Regions from separate parts of the Rattus norvegicus genome. Here all the other regions are linked to region 1. Evidence: chromatin contacts called from public Hi-C data. All regions are on one chromosome and are shown on one strand. Each heading gives the region's core, a stretch centred on a gene start, on an enhancer-like site or on the middle of the called end of the contact. The rest is flanking DNA. Distances are from core to core; before and after follow the strand shown.

The links. Hi-C and Micro-C count contacts between places; a contact is called where the count stands out from the background.
Region 2: a Hi-C map of liver shows a contact between it and region 1, with 6 times the contacts expected there. The contact joins two enhancer-like sites. A contact is called at or near these places in 2 of 12 Hi-C or Micro-C datasets (both in liver).
Region 3: a Hi-C map of prefrontal cortex shows a contact between it and region 1, with 3 times the contacts expected there. The contact joins two enhancer-like sites. A contact is called at or near these places in 10 of 12 Hi-C or Micro-C datasets (the A7r5 cell line, the Rat2 cell line, Schwann cells and 7 more).

What each region holds. Positions count from the first base shown.
Region 1 is chr19:71,365,763-71,370,590 of GRCr8, reverse strand. No RefSeq gene overlaps it. Among named protein-coding and RNA genes, the nearest start is that of Tarbp1, 22 kb to the right of the region's middle. Within about 2 kb of position 2,375, at least 79 of the 93 cell types and tissues checked have an H3K27ac peak or open chromatin away from gene starts, as enhancers often do. A contact at or near this core is called in Schwann cells, hepatocytes, kidney and 2 more, where this site is marked.
Region 2 is chr19:71,692,964-71,697,678 of GRCr8, reverse strand. No RefSeq gene overlaps it. Among named protein-coding and RNA genes, the nearest start is that of Tomm20, 140 kb to the left of the region's middle. Within about 2 kb of position 2,923, at least 29 of the 93 cell types and tissues checked have an H3K27ac peak or open chromatin away from gene starts, as enhancers often do. A contact at or near this core is called in liver, where this site is marked.
Region 3 is chr19:71,726,679-71,731,072 of GRCr8, reverse strand. LOC102547807 (a long non-coding RNA gene) reads right to left here. Exons shown (of 6, transcript XR_010060536.1): 4 at 3,271-4,394; 5 at 2,735-2,943; 6 at 1-2,104. Among named protein-coding and RNA genes, the nearest start is that of Tomm20, 100 kb to the left of the region's middle. Within about 2 kb of position 2,737, at least 82 of the 93 cell types and tissues checked have an H3K27ac peak or open chromatin away from gene starts, as enhancers often do. A contact at or near this core is called in Schwann cells, hepatocytes, kidney and 2 more, where this site is marked.

The DNA of each region.
Region 1 (4,828 bases), core at 1,126-3,625:
TAAATCCCCTGGAGCTGGAGTTATAGGCAGTTGTGAGCCACCCAATATGAATGCTGGGAACTGCACATGGGTCCTCTGAAAGAGCAACAAGTGCTTGTAACTGCTGTGTTGTTTCTCCGGTCCCAGGCTCTCTGGATTCGGAGGTATCAGTCTTCCAGCTTCTGCCTTTGATTTCATATATGACCACATTTATTTAGCTTCCAATATAAGAAATCCCGGAGGGCTTAGGGGAAAAATCTAGGCAGGCAAGAACATCTGATGACCAAGCACGAAGATTGGAGTTCAAATCTCTAGCACTTGTGTAAGAAGCTGGGTGTGATCACATTCACCTATAACCCCAGTGGTGTGTGGGACAGAGACAGGAGGATCTCCTGGGCTTGCCTTTCGCCAACCTAGCTCCAGGTTCACTGAGAGGCCATCCTGTGGGGGGACAAGGCAGAGAGTGAGAGAGCAGGACACTTGCCATCCTCCTCTGACCTTTGCATGTGCACAGGTGTGCAAAGTGACTCACAGGCATGCGCGAGTGTGTACACACACACACACACACACACACACACACAAAGCAAAAAAAACTAGAAATGTTGACTTACACTTGTAATCCCAGTATATGGGACCTTAACTTTAATGGTTTCAATATTCTTGCCCCAGGGAGTGGCACTATCAGGAGGTGTGGCCTTGTTGGAGTGGGTGTGGCCTTGTAGGAGGAAGCGTGTCACCGTAGGGGTGGGCTTGGAGACCCTCCACCTAGTTGCCTGAGAGCTAGTCTTCTCCTGTCCGCTTTTGGATGAAGATGTAGAACTCTCAGCTCCTTCTGCACTGTGCTTACCTGGACTCTGCCATGCTTCCTGCCTTGATGATAGTGGACTGAACCTCTGAACCTGTAAACCAGCCCCAATTAAATGTTGTCCTTATAAGAGTTGCCTTGGTCATGGTGTCTGTTCACAGCAGTAAAACCCTAACTAAGACAAGGGACTCAGGTAGATAGATCCCTGGGCCTCACTGGCCAGTCAGTCTAGTCTACTTGGTGAGTTCAAACCAGAGTCTCTCCAAAAAAAAAAAAAAAAAAAAGACAGTATTTAAGAAAGGACACCTAGGGGTTGGGGATTTGGCTCAGTGATAGAGCGCTTGCCTAGCAAGTGCAAGGCCCTGGGTTCGGTCCCCAGCTCAAAAAACAAAAACAAAAACAAAAACAAAAAAAAAAAACAAAAAAAAAACCAAAAAAAAAAAAACCAAACACCTAAGATTGTCTTCTGGCCTTTCACACATATGTATACACACTCAAGCAAACACAGATGCACCCATACGTACATATGCACATGTACACTCACACAACGGAGCTCAAAGCCAACAAGCCAAGCAGTTGCCCCGAGTATGGAGTAAGAAAGTACTTATATAACATATGGGAGAGAGTGCCTGGTGCCGGGCAGGTGCCAAGGTAAATATCCGATCCAGCTGCTCTCCATCCACTCGAGTTTCTGATGGGTCAAAAGCACAGCCCATAATAAACACAATGTTGCCTCTGTCTGCTCTGCCTTTCACTCCTGGGGTTCTGCTGCAGACAGAAGGAACCAACAGCAACCATCAGAGAACCCTATTGAAAGTGTCACTCATCCATTGAAATGTCCTCTCCATTCAAGAATGCAATGATTAATTATTCATTGCTTTTGGAGCTGTAAGCGAGGACAGGGCTCTCTGCCTGAAAGCCAGAGCTTGACAAGAGTAGATTTCCAACTGCCAGATTTTGGTCACGGCCTGGCTCCTATGGGATGGACCCCAAGTCTCAGATGTGCAGGGCTGGGAGGCAAGCTTCAGAGGGAGCGACCGTTCCGTGCCCATTCCATGCCTGCGATGGGTCTCTGGGAGTTATTTCCCTGCATGGGTGGCCCGAGTCCTTTGGCCTCCAGCCCCATGGCTCATTCCACCACTCTGGGCAAGCAGAAACCACCCACCCCAGTGCAAGTCTTTCTTCCACGGCTCAATGGCACGAGCACCTCATTAATTCTCCAGGCCCGAGGTTGGGGATTACGTCAGAGTCTTACACCCGCACTGTAAGTGGTCTAAATGCCAGGGTAACCGGATTTGTAGGACTGCCTTCGCACCACGGGTGCAGACCTATTAATACATAGTTCTGGAATATGCTTCTCTTCCATCGGTTGTGCTTCTCCAGGACAGCAGGTTTCAAAATGGAAGCTCAGTGTCCAGCCAGGACGCAGGCACGGGAGCGGGTGGAGGATTCTTCTGGCTAAGGACCTCTTCAGGGTAGGTGAGATCTTGCTGATGTGTCCCCAGGAGGAAAAGGGGACAGAGCTAAGCCATACGGTGTGGAGTTTCACACATCTCTCTAAAGATGAGCTTCCTGTGGTGTAGACGCTGGACTGCTGCGGGAGGAGGGGGAGTATTGGGCAAGGGAGGCACAGTGACACATTTCCTGAGGCCCTGGGCTGTGAGCCTGCACAGCGGAGGCAGAGTGCCATCTGGTGGCCATAGGTTAACATTGCAGGTACCATCCGGGCCTTTTTCTTAATAATGGAGCACTGAGAGGGGACTCTTTTGGGCTTTTGGAAGATGAGGAGGCCAGATATGCCCACTCCCACTCTTCATTCTACCTCTGTATACTCACAGTCTCCCATCCTCCTTGAACCATACAATGACTTCAATGACTTCAAGTACTCAAAGCAAAGGAGTCCCTGTCTCGCCCCTGCCTGAAACACAATACGTTCTTCTCCAGTCTGCTGAACCCCACACTTTCCAAGCTCCATCTGTGGACGTGTTTGCACCCTCAGAACACCAGCCTCACGGGTGTTCATGCTGATAGACCAGATCACAGGGCATCTCAAGAGCCTCTGACACCCTGAGGGGCTGTGGGTGTCTAGGCACTGAAGTGTGTTTGACGTCTGTCTTAGTTAGGGTCTTATTGCTGTGAACAGACACTATGATCAATGTAAGTTCATAAAGGACAACATTTAATTGGGGCCGGCTTACAGGTTCAGAGGTTCAGTCCATTACCATCAAGGTGGGAACATGGCAGCATCCAGGCAGGCATGGTGCAGGAGAAGCTGAGAGTTCTACATCTTCATCTGGAGGCTGCTAGCAGAATACTGGCTTATAGGCAGCTAGGATGAGGGTCTTAAAGCCCACACCCACAGTGACACACCCACTCCAACAAGGCCACACCCACTCCAACAAGATCACACCCACTCCAGCAAGGCCACACCCACTCCAGCAAGGCCACACCCACTCTAGCAAGGCCACACCTCCTAATAGTGCCACTCCCTGGGCTGAGCATATGCAGACCATCACAGCGTTGAACCCCACCATCCCACTCCAACCCCCCCCACTCCCACCCCTCACCCCACCCCCACATTAAAGACACTGCACTTGATAAAATGTTAGGGAACACCGGTCTATCCGACTCGTCCAACATGTGACCATGTTGCTGTCTTTTCAGAACAGGAAGACGGCTCTGGCTGTGACAGTAACGTCCCACACCATGATTGGCTTAATTAATATTTTCTTAGTTCTGGGGCTAGAAGTCTGAGGTCAAGGTCTTCTTAGAGTTGGTGTCCTTAAGGCCTCCCAAGGGCACTACACAGCTGTTATCTCCCTGTGTCCTCAATGGTCTTTCCTCTGCGGCTGACTGTACCCTACTCTACTTCTTACAAGGACATCAGTCATGTCGGAATAGGACAGATCCTCCTGACTTCTTTTTACCTTAGTCACCTCTTTGAAGGCCTTGTCCCCAAATGCATCCACCTTCTGAGGAAACGCTCCCCTTCTGGGGCGTAAGACTTGAGCATTTTGTTGCCCCTGCTCCCGGTTGCCCAGTAGACTTGATGGTAGGATCCAATTGCTGAAGATACCGTACACGTAGGCCACAGGAAATGGAGAACGACTGACAGTTGTATCTGTTTTCATTAAGTGTACAGCCCCTGGTGGATTAATCATACTCCAGTGGCCAGCCCCACACTCGAGAGTAAATGGGCAGCACAAGTTTGTCTGTTAAAAAAGAAAAAGAGGCAAGGAGATAAAATCAAGGGCATGAAGTTGGGAGAGGGCGGGGATGTGGGTAGATCTGGGAGGGCAGAACCACGGGGTGAATATAATCAAAATGTATCGTAAGTATGTATGGGATTCTCAAGAGGTTAATTAAGATATGTTTGAAAATGCGTCATATGATTTTAGGGGACCACAGCAATGTTTTTATTTTTTTTTTTCCCGAGTGGCTCAGGCTGGCTGCCAACCCAGGATGCAGCCTGCATCACCATGCAACCTCAGATGACCTCGAGTTCTGACCCTCCTGCCTCTAACCTCCCAAGCGCTAGGATTATAGGCCTGTGCCACGTCTGGTTTATATACTTCTGGGGGTTAAACCTTTGGCTTCACACATGCTAAACCATCAGTCTACCAACCGGACCCCATCTCTAACCCCTCAGTGAAATTTCATGCTTTGATGGAATAGTACACACAGCATAGGAAGGTGCAAACCAATGGGCAGGGTTGCCACCACTTGTGTTTATAAATAAAACTTTATCAGCACACGTCCTCATCTATTCCTTCATACGTTGTCTATGGTGACTTTTTATGTTTAATGGCACAGCTGGGACGCTGTAGTAACAATAGTCACCTGGTTTGGAGAGCCTGGCGTATTTAAGTATTACTTAGTTTTTGGACAAACAGTCGACTCCTTCTCTACAACACGCACTTCCGGGTCAGTTAATTTTGATCCCCTAGGGGCTCCATAGTTTGCTGGCTCTGTGCCAATAGATAGCATTGCACGGGAACCTTTGACCAGGAGCCTGTCTGAGGCTGGGGTACAGTTCAGTGGTAG
Region 2 (4,715 bases), core at 1,674-4,173, 330 kb before region 1:
GATCTCTGCTTTGGGGACACAGGTCAAATTTGGAAACCATTCTGCAAACACACATAGGCCCTAGTGAATGTCTGTTTCTGGAACAGAGGTTGTAACACATGCGTACTGTTTTGATGAAGTTTATCGTCAGAGGCTTGGCAACTGGGTGTAGGGATAACAGAGCCTCAAAACAAAGGGAAAAAAATCAGGAGAGTTTCTCATTTGGGGACAGAAAGCTAAGCCAAAAGCTAAGCTAAGTTTGGAAATTCCAAACTAAAGGGGAGTTACTAGGGGGAACAATTTGGGGGGCCATTTTGAACAAAGTGCAGCTCCATTTGTTCAAACACATTTTACTGAGGAAGCCACAAGCCACAACAGTGCTAAGCAGCCATCATTACAGAGCTGCTCCCCAGAACTCCCCTCATCTACCCATCCATGTTTGCCAAGTACCAACTTTGGGCTGTTACCTGCAGTCAACCACACAGCTCTGTGGACCCTACATCTGGTGTAGGTTTCTATGTGCCCAGTCCACTTCGCCCACAACCTGTAGAAAAGTGTCTTTAGCTGCTCGTCACCATCTTCCAAAGGAAGTGGGAGGATGGTTTCCCCATTCTCTCTCTGCCTTGGATCATGGCCTCTGAGAGGATACTGGTTCATTTGTCCCCGAGGAGTGAGGAGTCCAGCCAATGTTTTATGACCTGCGACTTGGTCCCTACATTGGCTTCTATAGATCTGACAGGGAATAGTCAGGCATAAGGATTTAAAAGGAAAGAGCCCCAGAGATGTATGTGTACATGCTCTAGGGGCATGAGAGTGCCATTGGGGTTCTGGCCAGGTCTCCTGGGAACTGTGGGTACCACACACACATGGTTTGATTGAAGGACAGAGGACAGAAGGGGAGGGGTGAAAGGGGGCGGAGAACATAACGTTCACACATATTAGCTTCCAGGAACACCAGGGTCAATGTGTAAAAGATAAAAGTCATCCCTGTCAGCGAACCTCACCAATTGCACAACTTCCTACAATCTGACTTTGGAGCTGGCTCTTGAAGAGAATGTCCCAACCCTAGTGACAGTGGATTCAGGAACTCGGGGAGATGACGACATTTGTTCAGAGGTTGAAGTCCTCTGAGCCAGGTCACTTCTCCTGGCTTGACAGCCTGTCACAGCCTAATAATAGCAATGGGACACTTTGGGACTTCATAGTGGCTCTGTTTAGCTCTCACACTGGTGCGTGCTGACATGACATGGAGGACAAATGACAAGGATCGGCCAGGATGCTCCCGGTGAGCATCTGCCAGCGACTGCATGTACAGTCAACAAAGCTTTCGGCTTAATCTTCACTACAGCCCGAAGAGACGATGTTTTGGTTAGACCTTGGGCCAGAGGGAAAGTGGATGTCTGTGTGTGTTGATGAAGTTTAATGGTGCAGCAGAGTCTGCTGGAATCCTTGATGCTTGCTGTCTTAGAGATTAGTTCAGTGTCCACGGGACTGGGAATAAGGCTGAATGTAGACGTCACGGACCCATCCTGACCTCGGTGGGTGCAGAGGTGACATATGTGTGTACCCCAGTAGCAGAGGGGAGTCACTGAACTGCCACAAATAAATCTTGTCTCTAGGGGCTAAAGGGGACAGCTTCAGAATACCCCCTATGACTCCTGCCTTGTCTCTTTGATCTGCCATCTTGGGAGTGACGGTGTGTCAACCGGGCCCCTGAGATGTAATGGGGCTCACACAAATCCATGGGCCAATGTCTCCTACATGAGCTGCTCAGGGGGACTATTTCTGAATAAATCATGAAGTGAGGAGTGGTCAGAGATATCTCCCGGGACTCCAGTAGCTCTGGACACACTGGAGAGGACTCTGGCCCTTTGTGAGCAGTACATGCACGGTCAGTGACAGAAAGGAGGTAGACCTCTGAGCAGCTAAGGTGGAGAGGACCAAGAAATCATCCCACAGCAGAACAGGGGGGCCTGGGTCTGTCCCTAGTGTGAGGAGACAAAAGAAAGGGTTCCTGTTCCCCCAGGCAGGAGCAGTTGGGGATCAAGTAGGGAGTATAGAAGGCACCCAGTAGGAAAGGCCCTGGAGCTCACTTGGCCATAACGTCATGGTAGAGAGCCACCAGCCCACAGTGAGGCATCTGTCATCTGCCAACATGAGGGTGTTGGTGACGGAACTCCGCCATCTGCCTTTTCACTTGAGATCCCAGGTAAATATATCTTGGGACAGGTAGAATGTGAGGAAAGAGACGCCGAGCTGTTAAGTCATAGGCGTGGGGCTGCCCACACAGAAAAGCAGGGAGTCTGATGGTCTGGCAGGCCTGAAGGCTGCTGGAAACGGAGGGTGGGAACCGGGGTAGCCAGGCAGGAAATGCCTTCGTCTCTCAGGTTTCTTGAGAAGGAAAGTCGGGCTGTTCTGAAGGGGAACTTAGAGACCAGGGACCGGATGTGAGTGGGGACCAGGAGGAGGGAGGAACAATGGCCATTCTTCCACCACAAGCTGACCTTCCCCGAAACAGGAAGGGCCTGCTAGGAGGGGAGGGTCAGGCCGAGGGACAGGAAGGAAGGGGCCTGAGGAAAGCCAAAGACCTGTGTACTGTGTTTGGAATTCACAGGCCTCCCTGTCTGCAGGTCCCGAAACAGCCAGCAAAGTCGGCTCACACTATAGGGTGTGACTTTCCCAGGCTCTGCTGCCTTCACCTCTCTGTCTCTGGCCTCCTCAGGACCCTGATGTGAGGTCTTGCTAGGCTTCCCAGGGCTGGGTCTTGCATGCTGAATGAGTGCTTGTTACAGGTCCCTGACACCTACCGTCTTCACACATGGGGAGGAGTTTCCAGAAAAAATAAAGGAAGGTGGCCAAAGTAACCAAGGCACACAGCCTCCTCCTATTTCGAAAAGACGCCTATCTCCAAAACAATCGTGGCCGCCCATTAAACAGCGCTTGTTCAGGACAGAGGAAGGGCAGCATGCCGGATCACTGGGCTTTCCAAAGAAAACACTCCCAGTTGTCCGGCAGGCAACAATGAACAAAAAAACCTGAATGGCATTCACACGAGAGGGTGGGGAGCCTGGGCCAGGCCCTCAAGGTCCTTGGGCGACGGTACAGGGCTCCCAAGACAGGAGCCACATCCAGCACACATGGGTCCTCACCCATAAGGACACAATGACCAGATGCTCTTCTGGAAGCCACAAAGAGGCCTTTGCAAGGAATAGCATCAGCCAGTATTGTGCTCTTGGACTTCGAGTCTCAGACTTGAAGGTTCCTCGTGTTGTTCAAGCTTCCTAGCTTCAGGTGTATTTGTTATAGCCTTCTTAGTAGACGCTGAGAAGTTGGTCTCAAGTAGAATGGTTGCTTATTATGGGCTGGGGGAAGGAGAGGGTCGTTAACCTGGCTAGGGAGCAGTGGGTGGGAGAAATCACTTCTAATGTTTTTGTAGGATGGTAGGGCCGCTAAGGTTGAAAACAACGTATCAAGTATTTTAAGAAAGTTTAAAAAGGGAAAGGGGTTCTGGTACACAGAAATGATAAATATTTTATGTGATACATAGGCCAATTGCCCTGATGTAACTTTCATACCATGTATACAGATTTGACAACATGTTATGTTTTGTTAATATATACAGTTAGCATTGTCAATTCACTAAATATTAAAATGGGACAGGGGATGTAAATGAAGTCTTTGGGGCCACAAAAAGCCCCAAAGGTGTTGGACTCATTGCCTGTCCAGTTGATTGGCTGTTCCCTCAAGGCCACAGTGAATATCCCCATAGCTTGCTGTTCTTTTAGGCTTCTTGTACCAATTTTCAGGGTTGCGTGCAGAATGGAGGAGCCCGGGGTCCTCCCCTGCCCTATGTCTTCACCTAGGATCCCCTCACCCTAGGTTAAAGCCAGTGTTAACCTATCTAGAGCCTGTCACTTTGTCCACTACAGTCTTAGGGGCAAGTCAACATCAGGAGAGGTCAACTTACCGTAAATGGGTTCCCTTTTGCCTGCAAATGAATCTAAGGATCAAACCAGATAAGCAGGGGCTGCAGAATGTTTTCGGCAAAGGGAAGTAGAAACGGACGTTCTGTGCGGTTCCTGGAAGGCACTGGGGCTTTTTGTGGGGGAAGTGACTGCTCTGTAGACAAGAGGCCAGATCAGAAAGCTGCCTGTCACCTCGGTCTGAGGAACCTAGGGGGCTCTGTCCCCAGCTTCGGGGATAACCAACCCTGGCCACTTCCCTACAGTGATTCACCTTCTTGAGGACCCTTAGGCATTCACTCCATCCCAGGCTGCACCTCCTTGCCCTCTTATTCTACCAAGGTTTTCTACTTCTTCCCTTTCTCCCCTGTATCTTTCTTGAGACAGTGTCTTGTACAGCCTAAGGTGGCCTTGAACTGCTGATGCCCTCTGGATTTATAGTCTGGGATAGTCTTGCTTCAGGCTTATGAAGTGGGGAGATTGAAACCAGAGCTTGGTGCATGCTAAGCAACCCCTGGAACAGCTGAGATACTCTCTCTACCTCCTTTTCTTTAATTTTTTATTTTATTTTATTTTTTGGGAAAAATATATATATATCAGAGATGTCACAAGCACAGTAAAGGCACACTCATGTCCAATCCATTGTGACGTATAAGTGACATTGTCCGTCCTTTCTCTGTGCAGATGTGTCTTATAATTTTGGCTGGATAAGGGAGAGGCTTGGTGGGAACACCATAGGAGCCTGAGAAGCTTTATTAACAGCGTCTGATAGGA
Region 3 (4,394 bases), core at 1,488-3,987, 360 kb before region 1:
GAGCATGTGCCTTGTCAGGAACATGCTGCACAGTGCACATCTGTGGGGCAGGACATTAGTATGTTATGCTAACTTTTCCTGAGGAGATTGGAACAAATTCACCCTACGTAGGGTACCAGTGACAGACCAGAGTAACAATTCCCCTGAAGTCCAGCTTGGCGAAGCAATCAATGAGCAAGGGTGGTGGAGGCTTTACTTCTAGGTTCCTGGATGACTCAAAGGAAGCTGCAGCACTGGAAATCCCATTCCGGTATGGGCGATGGTTCCCCAAAGCTTTGTCTCTGGAGCTTCCCATACTACTTGCAGGCAGTTTGGTGGGTGGGAGAGTCTTCTCTCCAGTAAGTGTTTCTTCTCATACAGCCTTTGGGAGAAGCTTTGTGTATCTTGTAAGTTTCAGGAGCTTCATGAGATTTGTGAGTTGTTGTTGCTTTCTGGATCCTTGAAAGCTTCATTTACTTTCTGAATCTTAACTCTCTTCTAAGATAGAATGATCTAGTGTAGAGAAAATTGCCACACAACAGATGTATTTGAAAGGATGAAAAAGGGCCCCACTGTGTGAAGCACCTCTGCAGTGGCCCCAAAACAGTTAGGTATGTCTCTTGTGAGGAAGAAGTCCCCATGAGGATACAGTGAAGAAATGAGAGCCTTTAGCAGGTTGTCCCAAGAAAAGACACCTACTCCCTTACTGTCAGTCGAAGCCTTAGTGTGTGCCTCAGGGACTCAGAGCTCTCAAGCAGTACTGGAATGTTAAATGCAGGGGAAAACAGACCCTCAAAGCATGTGGCCACCATTTCTTCCCATCCTAACTCCCTTCTGTGTCCACTTTTTCCAGTTGAGGAAGGGAGGAGAAGAGGGAGGAAGCTGGCTTTAACTTTCTGTGTTAGAGCTCCACCTTCTACAGTCTCCTTGGAGCCTTTGCATTGTAGGCTAGCAGAAGGGTAATCCTCCTCTCTTAACAGTAGCCAATAGGGTGTCATGACAGCAGAGGTGGGACTCCAGCACACAGGACCACATAAGGACCCACTGTTCCCATGGAAGGCACACAGATTTGTCTTTGGTCAGACATACCCACTCCCATTCACCTCTGGGTATGGGGGTCTAGAATGTTCTTCATTGTTAACTCACACACTGTTATCTTCCAGACTTGCCCAGCCCCTCCAGAAAGCTCAGAGTCCTGTTTACTGTCTCTTTTTTCTGAAACAACCCATTCTCCTTGTTCAGTTGCACATCCGTCCATCTACGCATCCTGCATATTAAATATATCTTCACTGTGAGTTGGACCCGATCGATCTCTTACTGAATGGCTTTATCTGTTCATGACAATTTCTCGCAGTCTCTGGTTCCCCAGGCCGAGGGTGTTTGCACACACATTTTGTCATCTTCTCCCTCTAATTTTGGACTAGATTCCCACTCTCCTTTCTGTGTCTGTGTTTTCCCCATGATCTCATGCTGTTTGGGGCTTACGAAATGCTCCCTGTTCTGAGACCTCCTGATACCCTTGCTCTCCAGAACAGAGGATGGAGGGGCCAGCAGGATATCCAGGTTTGTCCTTTGCTTGTCCCCGCCCCCACCTGGAACCTCATCTGGGCCTGATAGGACAAACCCTTGTGGTCAAGGCCTTATCCCATACACCTGTCCCTTTAAAACCTACTTATTTTTAAAAGAAACATTGAAGCATTTTTTTTTAGTATATAAAATAATGGATTTCATGGTGACATTTTCATACATACATTTTATATTTGTTCCCTATTGCCCTCCCCTGTCCTTCCCCTGCCCCTCAGTCATTGTCCCTCTCCCTCCCTCCCTCTAAATAAGGCCTCCTGCTTTCCTGCCATTTATATATGGGAATATAGCTAAATCTAGTTCCATATATGAGAGAAGACATGACACTTTATCTTTCTCCCTTCGCTCCCCTCCCCCACCCCTCTCCCCCACATCCCCTTCCCCACCCCATTTCTCCCTCCTCTTCCCAACTTCTCTCCCCCAGCTCCTTTAAGTTCTCCTTTCCCATACCAACCCACTTCATATTATATATGTATTCTGTCTTCCAAGAGTCACGTCATATTCACGTACATAATGCATATGTAATCCAACTGTAAAAAAGCTGCATGCAAGGAAAAAAAAAAAAGAGTCCTTTTACTCCAGAGACAAGTGGCCTTGCTGAGATTAGCCACCCAGGAAGTGACTCCCTCTAATACCTACAGCATGCTCTGTGGAAGCAATCAGGCACCATGCACATGTGTACATGCATGTGTGTGTGTGTAAACTTTCATATATACATATATGTGTGTGCATGTGCACATGCACCTGTGTGTGTACACATGCATTATGTGTGTGCATGTGCATATGTACATGCACCTGTGTGTGCACACATGTATTATATATGTGCATGGGTATATGTACATGAACCTGTGCGTGCACACATGCATTATATGTGTGCATGGGTACATGCAAGTGCAATTTAAGTGGAAACAGCAGCACTTCTGGTCTGGCTCTAAAGTGCTTGGCTAGCCTTGCAATCCTCTTTTCACCAGCTCTGTTCTGACAGGAGGGCAGCTGTTACTGTTCGATGTGTGGAGAATACATCTCCGTGGAAGAGACAGGGGGAGCCAGGACACCAGGCTGAGTGGCCTCAGAGCAGGACGCATGCTCTCCAAGATTCTATTTCAGGATTGTCTGAGACCAGTGAGTGTTCTTGCCACAGAGGAATGCTCCCTTGGAGGCGATGGCTAACCTGGCCAGGCAGGGCAGGAATGTACGGCCTGTGGTGGTGACGCCTCCTCCCAGCAATGTGTCCTGCTTCCTGCTTTGAGTCACATGAGCTTTTTTTTTTGTCTGCCTCCCACTACAGCCTGCATTTTGCCCTTCCGTGTTGTCAGTGTGGGGGAATCTTCTGAGTCTGGAAGCCGTGTTGTAAAACTCAGAGCTGTTTTCAGCGTGCCTCTGTGACGTAAAGATGTTGGGAGGAGGGAAGGGACACAGGAAGGGAAAGGAGAGAGGAAGGAGGGCAAAAGGACAAAGGGAGAGAAACATCTTGCTGACGTTAAAGAAGACCGCATTTTACAGGGTAACATTACTGATTCCTCCACCATCCACCCCTTCTAATTTACTAGAAACCGAGCAGCCTGTTTGGAAACCCATAGCTTGCTGCCCCACCCCACCCCCTGCCAGCCCCCGTCCCCGCCCCCGCCCCCACCCCACCAACTCCTCCCTCCCTCACATTCTCCTTTGACCAAAGGAGCCGTTAATTGTTGAGAGTTTGAAAGCTACCTGATTCCTTGATACAGAGGGGGATTTCCATGAGTCATAATTCAGTCCCTGCTTGTGAGGGCACTGTAGCTAAAGTAAATCGATCCAGCTGATGAAAAAGGGCCCCTGGGGACAGAGAGGTCAGCTCTGCAGCTGGGGCAGCTGCTGGGGTTGTCACATGACTGGCTGTGCTTGCTCAGGCTTGCCCCCCACCCTCACCCCGTGCCCTCATGATCTCCCTGCACCCTTGCGATCTCTTCTTTGCCTCTAGAAGGCCCAGTTTGCAGCCTGGCTGGCTTCTGTGAGGGGAAGGTGATTTTCCAGGAGGTTGCCAGCCTCCTCCACTTGAAATGAGGGATTAGTACTGGTGAGATGGCTCAGCTGGTAACACGGTGGCCACACAAGCACGAAGACCCCAGAACCCACATAAAAAACTGTGTGTGGGACTTGCAATCCTAGTGTTGGGGAAATAGAAACAGGCTGCTCTCCGGGTTGGGCTGGCTGGTCAGCCTGGCTTAATTGGTGAGTCAGAGCCAGTGAGAGACCCTGTCTCAAAATCCAGGATGAATAGCTCTGGAAGAATGATAGCCAGGGTTGACCTTTGACCTCCCCAGGCCCGGACACACATATGTCAGTCTGACACACACACATACATGTACAGATCTAAAACAGCATACTGAAAATGGCTCCCTCCTGGAAGTCCTCTTTGCTGCCCCGGCAGGTTCTATGGTGTTTTGTTGAAGCCTCTCTCCCTGAGAGGTTCTGCTATCTGGACATACAGTTCCTGTTCACCAATACGATCTGGCAATAGTAACTTGCAACCTGAAGTTCCAGAAACAGCCGGTTCCATCACCGAGATGGTAGAGTTCAAGCTGCCGGCTGGCCAAGGCCGCAAGAGTTAATTTTTATCCCAGTGGAAAAAAAAATAATAAACATGGCATTAGCAACTACATGTTTATCAATTTGCAGTTCATTTCCAGCCAGGCCATCTCCCTCCTGTGTGTTTTTACTGCTGGCTGATGATCCGGAGTACGCTTTGCGAAACCGTATGCGGCTGTTAAAGCTCTGGCCTCCGTTGCACTTATGCAGTGTTTTCCAACTTAATTGCATAGTGCCATTTGGCTCCTCATGCTGCGGCCTTCCAA